Regions from separate parts of the Mus musculus genome. Here region 1 is linked to region 2. Evidence: chromatin contacts called from public Micro-C data. All regions are on one chromosome and are shown on one strand. The core of a region is the stretch at or near the end of the contact, and the rest is flanking DNA. Distances in the headings are between cores, read along the strand shown. Region 1 overlaps Ripor2 (RHO family interacting cell polarization regulator 2). Region 2 has its middle 33 kb from the start of Gm22013.

Region 1 (5,467 bases), core at 1,540-4,039, 140 kb after region 2:
ACAGCAAAAGCAGTCCTTCACATGGCCTGATGTGGTCCAGAGGACTGAGAGATTGCCTTGATGGTGGCATGGGTGTAGGAGAAACCAGCATCTGAATACCGGGACAGGGAGGTAGCCAAGCTACACACCAGGGCTTCCAGAACACTTAGGAAAAGCCATGGTCAATTTCCTACTCCATAAAAATAGTTGTGGCTCCCATCCAGGTAAATTGGCTGAAGACAACAACCGGGCAAGGCAGGCATCCGAGTGCTTGAGAGGCTGAGACAGGAAGATCACAGCATGTTCCAAACCACTCTGCCTCCTCTGTCTGTCTCTATCTCTGTCTGTCTCTGTCTCTGTCTGTCTCTCTCTCTCTCTCTCTCTCTCTCTCTCTCTCTCTCTCTCTCTCTCTCTCTCTCTCTCTGTGTGTGTGTGTGTGTGTGATAAGCAGGGAAGAAAGCAGCTTATGCTTGCCCAGGTGTCAGCCTGATGTAACTGACTAGGAGTTCCGTACGCTCACAAAAGACAATGTGACAAGGCCTTCTGAGCTCAACGTGCAAGCAATGTGGCTTCCACGTGTGCACTAGTTACGCTCTCATATGTTCTTTTGTCTCTGTTGCTGGGGATTTTCCCTATGTCGTTAAATCCAGTGCTGGGTTCCTTCTTTACACTGCACTGTTCTCGAAGCTTAAGAGAGAGATGGGTTTCTGCCTCGTTACTGTTTTACAGCTTCATATCCTTTGAACAAGACATAGGATACTAAGAAATCATTGGAAACCTCACTGTCCAGTGGGAAGGCACATTATTCTGCTGTGCTTGAGCACATAGCTGTTCTGCATTTCGATGATAAACAATTTGGCTTTGGCAGCCAAGAATAACTGTGCAGATGTTCTGCACCCGGCCACTTCTTGGTATGCAGCAGCAAGGACCAGCAGAAACCACCCCAATTATAGCAGATTAATGTGCTAAAATTACCACAAAGAGAGCATGCGTATGAGCCTCTGGAAAGCCACTTAACTTTGAACCCGCTGGCATATGATGGGACCTACACACACACCCCTGCCTCAGACTAACTAGTTGGGCATAGATGCACATACCTTTAATCCCAGCTCTCAGGAGGCAGATCAGTAGATCTCTGTGAGTTCAAGGCTAGCCTGGACTACATAATGAGTTTCATGGTGAACTACATAGTGAGACCCTGTCTCCAAGAAAGAAAAAAAAAAAAAAGACTAATTCTGAAGCCAGGTTTTTCTGCAATTAAGCAGTTTGTTGGCATTGAAATGTTGCTTTTGAAATGTTGTCATAAAAACAAGAGTAAAATGATGGATTGACCTCAGTTTGAAAGGAATGGTTTTCGAGTACTGTTACAGCCTAGCTGAGATGTAGGCATTATCAGTTCTTATTACCATGCCAACAGTTGTGACTGTATTTACATCACAGACTCCCCGGTCCAACCTCTGTCAACTCAGTACCTCACAGATGCCTTGTAACACTGGCTCCAAGGGATCCGATGTCCTCTGCAGACTTTTATGGGCACCTACAAATGTGTGAATATACATTCACACAGGTAAATCATACAATAAATCTCCAAAAAAAAAAAAAAAAAGGACAATAATGAGGTTGCAAGGGGAACCTGTTGTGGGGTGGCTGGTGCATTTGGGGAGAGGAGGTGTGTACAATCATAATACATTTGTATACATATATAAAATTCTCTAAGAATAAATACATAACATAACATAACATAACATAGAGGACATGAAAAAATATGGCCACAAAAAATTAGTGGGTCCTACAAAAAAAAAAAAAAACACTATCAGTTTGATTTTATACACCTACTCTAAGAAGATTTTAATTACCTGTCCATTCTCTAACATGAATGCAGCATATAGCTTTATGTATAAGAACTCAGACTCATTTTCTACCTGACTCTTGTCCCATTAAAGAATGTCGGCGTTTGTCAAGCTTACAATATGCAAAAGCAATCCCTAGCACACTGCTGGGCATGGTCTCCCAGAACCCAACCGCTGTTTCTACCTAATGTCTCAAAGATGGAGCTCAGTTCTGTTGAGAACAATAAAACACAGGCACTCGTTTAAAAAAAAAAAAAAGTGACAATTTTAGAAAAGCCAAATCGGACGGAAGAGAACCTGTCAGTATCATTTTGAGGTTGTTATAAAGAAACCACGACTAAGGGAGTGGCCAGGCCCTAGGGATGATCGGTCCGGTCCGAGTGCAGAGTCTCTGGGAGGAGCTCACTTTCTTCCACACCACAGCGATGTTTTTTCAATCTGATGATCAAAAAGGGGAGGGGGCATGGTGGGTGTGTTTTTCTCTCAGCAGGATCAGCCAAGCTGTCTCCAAAACCATGTTCCCAAGACACATTCCCCTTTTGATACTCACGGTTTAAAAAAAGGTGGAGGGAGGAGGGAGGAGGAGGGGGGCAAAATTACTTATTATTACAAACAGCCTGAGCCTCCTTTAAGCGCAAAACGCTCTTGCCTTCTAACCCACTTTGATGTGTAGTGTGTGCTCTGAAGTCCTGTGCGTGTTCTAGGCTTTGCATTTTAAAATGAGTAATGCCAACATTAGTCAAAATCAACCCAACCCCTCTAGAGATTTAAGTGGGTTTTGTGTCCTAAATCATTTCTCGTCTAATTATCCTGAGGCCAGCTGCTACTCCCTGCATTTATTTAATCCACCAGAACGGAAGAAGGAGCAGAATTGTCATTTTCCCCAGGGCTGAAGCACGGCCAATTATCTAGAAGTTCGTACAATTGACTAGCCCGATGAATAGATGGGCTGTTAACGTTTCTTCTTTACTCTTCACATGACTCAGGCAGGCACTTAAAATAGCATCCACATACTGTACTGTGCTGTCACCTTTGGGGAGGGGACTTAGGAGAGAGACTGGGGGCAGCACAGTACTTCCTCACTGTGTGTTTTCTCAGCTATCAAATGATTGAGGCTTATAATTCGCATGCTCTGGGCATCATCCTGAGTGAGGTAACACATTCACAAAGAAACTCACACAATATGTACTCACTGATAAGTGGATATTAGCCCCAAACCTGGGATACCCAAGATATAAGATACAATTTGCTAAACACATGAAACTCAAGAAAAATGAAGACTGAAGTGTGGACACTATGCCCCTCCTTAGAATGGGGAACAAAACACCCATGGAAGGAGTTACAGAGACAAAGTTTGGAGCTGAGATGAAAGGATGGACCATGTAGAGACTGCCATATCCAGGGATCCACCCCATAATCAGCATCCAAACGCTGACACCATTGCATACACTAGCAAGATTTTATTGAAAGGTCCCAGATGTAGCTGTCTCTTGTGAGACTATGCCGGGGCCTGGCAAACACAGAAGTGGATGCTCACAATCAGCTAATGGATGGATCACAGGGCTCCCAATGGAGGAGCTAGAGAAAGTAGCCAAGGAGCTAAAGGGATCTGCAACCCTATAGGTGGAACAACATTATGAACTAACCAGTACCCCGGAGCTCTTGACTCTAGCTGCATATGTATCAAAAGATGGCCTGGTCGGCCATCACTGGAAAGAGAGGCCCATTGGACTTGCAGACTTTATATGCCCCAGTACAGGGGAACGCCAGGGCCAAGAGGGGGGAGTGGGTGGGTAGGGAAGGGGGGGTGGGTGGGTATGGGGGACTTTTGGTATAGCATTGGAAATGTAAATGAGCTAAATACCTAATAAAAAATGGAAAAAAAACAGATAAAAAATAATAATTCGCATGCTCCGTTTGATTGATGAAACTCAAGTGTGTCTTCAAGCTGCAATTCTAGGTAATGGGAAAGACCATTGCCCCACACTAGGCTATGCTTTTCTCCTTGAAGCAACCTTGATAACTTAGGACAAGAAAGAGTAGGGCTTACAGAAGTAAACTGAGTGGAATGCTTCAACCTGGCCCCAAAGCCAAGCTTTTGTTTGTCTGTGGATTTCTGATTTATTTCTTGGGTCTTGCCCTGTACTGACTATCTTAGAAGCCTTAAAAGACAGCTAGTAACCCTCAAAAAAGATGTGGCTTGGTTAAAGACATAAGACATTTGGAAAAATAATGGTGAAGGGAATCTCTAAAGATGCTAAGTTATGGCTGGGCTGCACAGAAAATGCTTCCAGAAACAGCTGAGCCAGGCATGACGGCACATGCTTTTAATTCCTGCATTTGGAATCTGAAACAGGACTGTAGATTCAGGACCAGCCCAGGGTACACACTGAGATGCTGTCTCAAAAAAAAAAAATTAATAGAAAAACAAGCAAGCAAGCAAACAAACAAAAAACAGCTGCTTCTTTCTTAAGATGATAGTAGTAGATTATAGCCCACTGGGGAAAAAAATCCACGAGTTCATATTAACAACAAACTGATTAATGAATATAAGCAGTGGTAGGAAAAGCCCCTTCTTACATACCAAAGAATGATAGGATTCAAAGATGGCCATGATGCCACCATCATGGTTATAACTGACTGGGACAATAGTCAGAAAATGGCTTACCAGTTCAGCTGGGCTGACTGGAGAGTGAGCCCCAAGAATTCACCTGCCTCTGTTTCCCCAATGCTTTGATTATTAAAGTATATACCAAGTACCTCAAGCACTTTACCAACTGTGTTCTCTCTCCACCTTTCTCTGTATTTCTAAACGAAAGCCTTCCCATCTGTGTGGATGTCTGTAGTTTAGAAAAGACCCAAGCAGTCTTGAGATTGACTTCAAGATTGAAGGAAGTTTCAGTCTCAGTTGAAATGCTTAATGCTTGCATTAAAATGGAGACTACTGGCTAACAAGATGGATCAGATGGATACTTGCTGCAAAGCCTAATGACTTGAGTTAGATTCCCAGGGCCCACATGGTAGGAGAGAGCCTACTCTTACAAGTTGGCCTAAGACTTTCTCATACATGTACCATGGAAAGTACATACATAGGAGCACGCACGCGTGCGCGCGCGCGCGCACACACACACACACACACACACACACACACACACACACACAAATGGATATATTGATGACTGAATGGATGAGAAAAATAAATAATGAAATGAAGAATTGCTTTCTCTGTTTCACAAAGACAGACTCCATAGCTGCTCAAGTTACACTTGCTTAAGAGGCCTATCGGACCTACCTTGGTCCCTCCATCTGCTTGCTAAGGAGTGAGATTATAGGAAGTCATTTATACATTTTTTCCATCCATTTGTATCACTTATCTTAGTTAGAGTTGGTTATCTGCTTTACAATGTTGACATTTGAGAAACAATTATCGACACTGCCTTGGTTTACTTTAGAGCATCAATACTTTAAAGAAGTAGGCAATGGGAGCTGGAGAGATGGTTGCTCTTCCAGATGACCCAAGGTCTCCCAGAAGCCACAAGCAGCTCACAACCATCTGTAATTCCAATTACAGGGGATTCAAAGCCCCCTTCTGTCCTCCACAGCCATATGCACAGACCCACATTTAGGCAAAACACCCA
Region 2 (5,377 bases), core at 2,854-5,353:
TGGGGATGACTGACAGTCAAAAACCAATGTTTCCAAAGCTGGGAGGAGTTCCACAGATCACCGCCTCCCAGGCTGTCCTTCAGATGGTTTAATGTGCAGAGTCTTAAACCCAGGGTCCAGCCTTGGCTTTTATTTATTTTTAGAATAGTGAAACAGCTTTCCAGCTCAGACATTCAGGTTAAGACATAGGGACCTTTGGCTTTGACCTCCCTGGGGAGCTCGTGGGGGAGGAGGGGCGGTGAGTTTCCTCCTCTGTTCTCCTCCTTTTGTGATTTTCTTGTTCTGGGACAGCAATGCAAGGAAGACCTTCAATTCCTGATCTTTGGCCTCCGACTCTCAAGCTTGGGATGACAGGCATGTACCACCAGGCCAGGCTCATCTTGACAGTGGTCACACTGTCAGTATCCTTAGTGCCCCACCCTCCACCTGCCACCCCCACACCCCCTCCCCTGTTTTCCAGAGCATTCTTATTCAGTAGAGAATTTCTATAGAAACTTCAAGTACTGTTTCCAGGTAGGAGAAATGTAAATGCCAAGGGCATTTCTTTCCAGTTCTTTGTCTAGAACGATTCTAAAACTAAATAAATAGAAGCTTTTGAATCACCCTCTCCCTGACTGTACCTCAATCAGATCTCTGCAACTCCCACCAGCCCCAGGACACCAGGATCTGTGAATGGGGATGGCCAGGAGGCATGGAGCATGCCCTGTGCTACTTACCACCACCCCCAACACACACACACCACACTCATACACAACACACACACAAACACAAACAACACACACACACACCACACTCATACACAACACACACACAAACAACACACACACCCCACACACATACACAACACACACACAAACAACACAGACACCACACTCATACACAACACACACCATACACCACACACACATATACATACCACAAACACACACACACCACACACATACACAACACACACCATACACCACACACACATACCACAAACACACACACACCATACATACAAACACACACACATACACAACACACACCAATACACACAACACACATACACACATCACACACACATACACACACACAAAACACACACAACACACACAAACACAAACAACACACACACACCCCCCTCCCCCTTCCTGATCAAGATCTAATCTCAATGGAGATCTTACTACTAATTAAAAATTATTAGGGATACAAGTTTTTAAAAAAAGAAGTTAAACGGCCTGTGAAGAATTAATTAACATAAACGGAATATGGCAACTTTTACAGACCAGTGGCCAGTTTTATTTAAGAAATAGTGTGGAAATACAACCCAATGATGTTGAGGGAAATCTAGCAATGAATATCAAGTACAAACTCTAATTTTGTTTTCATGGTAACTACTATGAATCCTCACTGGGTTCACTTCAGCTAAAAACTGTAAAAGCTCTCTCTAGATTTAGGATTTTCCAAGGCTGTATTTCACTTTATTTTTTAAATATAAAAATATTGATGTGAGGAGCCAAGACCTCTGTGATGGTCAAGTACAAGATTCTGTAAGCGTTCTGGGTAGTGGCCACAAGGTGGCGCCACAGTGGTATTTCACAAACCTAACAAGGAGCATAGCCGTTAATGGAAATTGATGTCATCCCCAAATACATGAATGCAATATAATGGCTTCCCTGGATGCGATGGGAACTTTAGTCACAGACTTCTGCTTTCCAATGACTCTCATATGTCCATGGTGACGCAGAAATGCGAGTTTGAAAGATTCTATGATTTCCAAACCTCACAGAGAAGAGCTCTAGAGTTTTCAGAACTTTTAGACTTTCTTATTTATTATTTACTTATTCACTGTACATCCTGATTGCAGTCCCTTCTCCTCCAAGTCCCACCTCTACAAGTCCCTCCTTCCATTATCCTCCCCGCACCCCTTCTCAGAGAAGGAGAGCCTAGCTTCTGAGCAGTTTCATCCAGCAGCAGATGGACACACAGTTGCAGAAGCCCACAGCCAAACATCAGGCAGGACTTGTGGAAGAGTGGGGGGTAGGACTGAGGGATCCAGAGGGGCCGAGGACACTGCAAGAAGACCTACAAAGTCAGTTAATCTGGGCCCATGGGGTTCACAGAGTCTGAACCATCAACCAAGCAGGGACTGGACCTAGGCCCCCCTATTCTTTTGGAGCAGATGTGCAGCTTGGTCTTCATGTGGGTCTCCTAACAGTTGCACAGGGGGCTGTCTCTGCCTCTGCTGCCTGTCATTGGCTCCCCTTCCCCTAACTGGACTTCCTGGTTGGACTTCAGTGAGAGAAGATGTGCTTACTCCTGCTGAGACTGGATGCTCCAGGGCAGAGTGGTAACTTTCTGATTTTCTATTAGTGCTTGCCTGCCCATCGGTGGCTGGGTGAAACCCACTCAGCTCATACACTGGTGTCCGTTTCAGCTATGTGGTAACTCTTCACATTGGAGTAACACCGGAGAACAAATAATGTCTGACAGGGAAGTCACGCCCAGGTGACATGGTGTGGAGGGAATTTTGTGAAAGATGGGCATCTGAAGACATCTTGAGAAAGGACTTGATAGATAGCTACCAGCGGAGAAAGCGACGGAGCATCTCAAATGCTCGCACTTGAACTGGCCGCAAGGTTAGGGAGCAGAGGCAGCCGCTGTTAATAGACTGTGCACACAGAAGCCTTCCATTTGATCTCCAGCACAGAATACAACTGGGCGTGGTGTCATAACCTGAAGTTCCGGCATTGCACAGGTGGATCAGATATTCAAGGTCCCCACTTAGCTGCATAGCAAGTTTAAGAATAGCCTGAACTACATTAAGACCCTGTCTCAAAAACAAAACAATAATATAAATAGGGTAGATGTAATACGGAGGAGAACGGGAACCGAGACAAGCGTCAGAGCTTTTTTCTGCCTAGAAAGGGTCTGTGTCTTTTCCTCTAACACCACTCCAGGCCCTATGCTCTGCCCCCACACTTGACAGCTGGCTGGATTTCCTTTCCATTCGTCTCCTGAGGCAGGCTCCTTTAGTTCTTTTCCTGCACCATATGTATTTACCAAAACCAACTGTAACACCCAGGAATACACAATGAGAGTATCTTTCTCCCTAGGTTTTAAAACTTTTTCTTTTTTAAATTTTAATCCAAAATTAAAACTGGAATTAAAATTTTTGGCTAATCACAAGACAGAAAAAATAGAACTGAGGGACTGGGATCTTTAACTTCAGAGTATCTAGACTCAAATATTTATGGTCTAGAGAGGGGAAAAAATGGGATGAATCCACTACTACCAACAGACATGGACTTTGATTTTCGGGTTGCTTGCGATGCTGGCTCCATCTCTAGGTACAGAATGTTCCCAGCTTCAAGAAGACCTTATCATTTAAGACCCAGGTGCTCTCTGTGCCTTCCTTCCTCTCAGGTGTTTAGTGCCAATTAAGTCTAGCTGTGGAGCACTCACCGCCACCGCTAATGTCACAAAAATGGAACTGGAGGCTAATTTTGCTTCTCATGAATAGGTCCCTGTGGTTTCATTTCAAGCCTAATGGAAGGGACGCGCTCCAGCCTTCCCCTCTGTTGTAACTTGCTGAGGCTCACCTTCAGGAATTTCGCTTCCGTTCCGTGTGCGCTATTTCCTGTGTGGGTTTATTGTTGGCTGTTGTTTTCACATATGAGTTCCATTCTATTGTGGATACTCCGTTCTTCAGGAACTACCAGAGTGAGTGATGACTTAACTGCTCATTTTGGGACCTTTATGTTCCTAGGAAGGCCTCCTAGTCCTGCTCAACTTCACTTCCTGCTATGGTGGGCTTCCTTCCGGCTCGCCCATGTTCCCCTTCAGTGTAGGAGAGCAATACCCCAAACCTCTGTGGAAAAGTATGGAAAACATTTTGGGATGGAGTAGTCATTATTTTGCAATCAGACATTGCTGTTTGGCATCAATTTCACAGGGCTTGAAGGAAAACTGAGAATTTGGTGACAGTGAGCGAGCTAGAAGGGGTAGCGTGCCCTGTGACACCACACCGGGGTCGCAAGCACCGTCCCTTCTGAGCGCGTGGATAAGCCAGCTTTGCCTTCCACAGCCGGTCCCGTTGGGAAGGTTGTGTCATTTCAGAAGCGGGTGCGTGTGTATGTCTGTTGCCATGACAACCCAGCAGCTTTTGGTTCAGGCTTCTCAGCCAAGGCATAAATGTACTCTTGAAGTGATGCTTGTCAGAATTTGCCAGACTATTTTCCAGCACCCCTGGATTCACACAAAAGGCTTAGAAGGTTTCCAACTCCATTTAGGGGAGAGACAGGATGAAATTAGTGGTTGGCTCATAAGAGTGGCGAGGGCTGAGAAGTTCTACTCCCCTGCGGAAGGCAGCATGTTCCAGCCTGCCGTTTCAATACTTTGGGCAGTTCTGCATAATTAAAGAAAAAGCCCAAAATCAAATGCCACAAAAAAAAAAAAAAAAAAAAAAAAAAAAAAGCTAATTACCGGAACTGAGGCTTTCTGTTGAGTTCTTGTGACTCATAACTATCTCTGCATTTAATAAGGGGTCATTGTTCCTGCCCGGACTTTATTCTTATTTGGGCTTGTCAAATATGTGTAGGTACTACACCAAAGAAAGCAACTAAAAAGTCAATAGCAGGAGCCAAGAGCATAATCTCTCAGCCAACTCCATGGACTTGTCAGTTCCTGCTTTTGTCTTCATGCCCACTAACCTCGCTGAAAGGATTAAAGCCTGGTCATTTTGCAAGGAAATTATACAGGACATTCAGCGACTCTGAGACAGACTAATTAGACCTGGTGACTGCTTGGTTCTTCCATTTCTCCTCCTTTCCCACCTTCTGCTGCTCCCTACATCTCTTCCAAATGGATGCAGCAAAATACCTGTTCCCACCAGGCACTTATGAGCGGCCATCAATAGGATCCCATTACGAAGAGGGACACAAGGGGATGTGATCATGTCCCCAGGTTCACACCATGCCTGTCTCCAGGAGCATGGGTCTCCAGCTGGCTGCCATTACAGATAACTTAGGTGCGTTATCTCGTTATTCTGTTAAAGTCATTCTGAAGTCAAACAAACCCCTGATCCTTTTAATTTAATTTCTCTTAGTCATCATCTATCTCCAAGAACTGAACGCTGTGAGTCATATAGTCTCTCGAGTCCTGAGAAGAAATCTGAGCTGTGTTGAGATTTAGCCACAAACACTAGCTATTCCTTAATGGAATACATCACTTAATGTAGGTCTTCACTCCGTCCTTGGTAAAAGGAGCCACTTGGATATAAATTCTGAGTTCTGCTCCCAGTGAGAAATTTTGTTTCTTTCAGGGAATTCTGGAAACCTTAGCTCCAACTTTGCTCATGCATTTTAGCAAATTGTGTCTTTAAAAAAAAATGCTA

The links. Hi-C and Micro-C count contacts between places; a contact is called where the count stands out from the background.
Region 1: a contact with region 2 is called in a Micro-C map of muscle stem cells, with 5 times the contacts expected there. The contact joins two enhancer-like sites. A contact is called at or near these places in 8 of 484 Hi-C or Micro-C datasets (CD4 T cells, CD8 T cells, bone marrow-derived macrophages and 4 more), 19 of 115 datasets of contacts at active chromatin or transcription factors (CD8 T cells, DN3 thymocytes, the HPC-7 cell line and 16 more) and 1 of 9 other capture datasets (embryonic stem cells).

Annotation. Positions count from the first base shown.
Region 1 is chr13:24,654,587-24,660,053 of GRCm38.p6, forward strand. The region is part of intron 1 of Ripor2 (RHO family interacting cell polarization regulator 2); the gene reads left to right. Among named protein-coding and RNA genes, the nearest start is that of Ripor2, 19 kb to the left of the region's middle. Within about 2 kb of position 2,790, at least 37 of the 459 cell types and tissues checked have an H3K27ac peak or open chromatin away from gene starts, as enhancers often do. A contact at or near this core is called in cortical neurons, embryonic fibroblasts and muscle stem cells, where this site is marked.
Region 2 is chr13:24,517,513-24,522,889 of GRCm38.p6, forward strand. It overlaps a transcript of Ripor2 not described here. Among named protein-coding and RNA genes, the nearest start is that of Gm22013, 33 kb to the left of the region's middle. Within about 2 kb of position 4,104, at least 90 of the 459 cell types and tissues checked have an H3K27ac peak or open chromatin away from gene starts, as enhancers often do. A contact at or near this core is called in cortical neurons, embryonic fibroblasts and muscle stem cells, where this site is marked.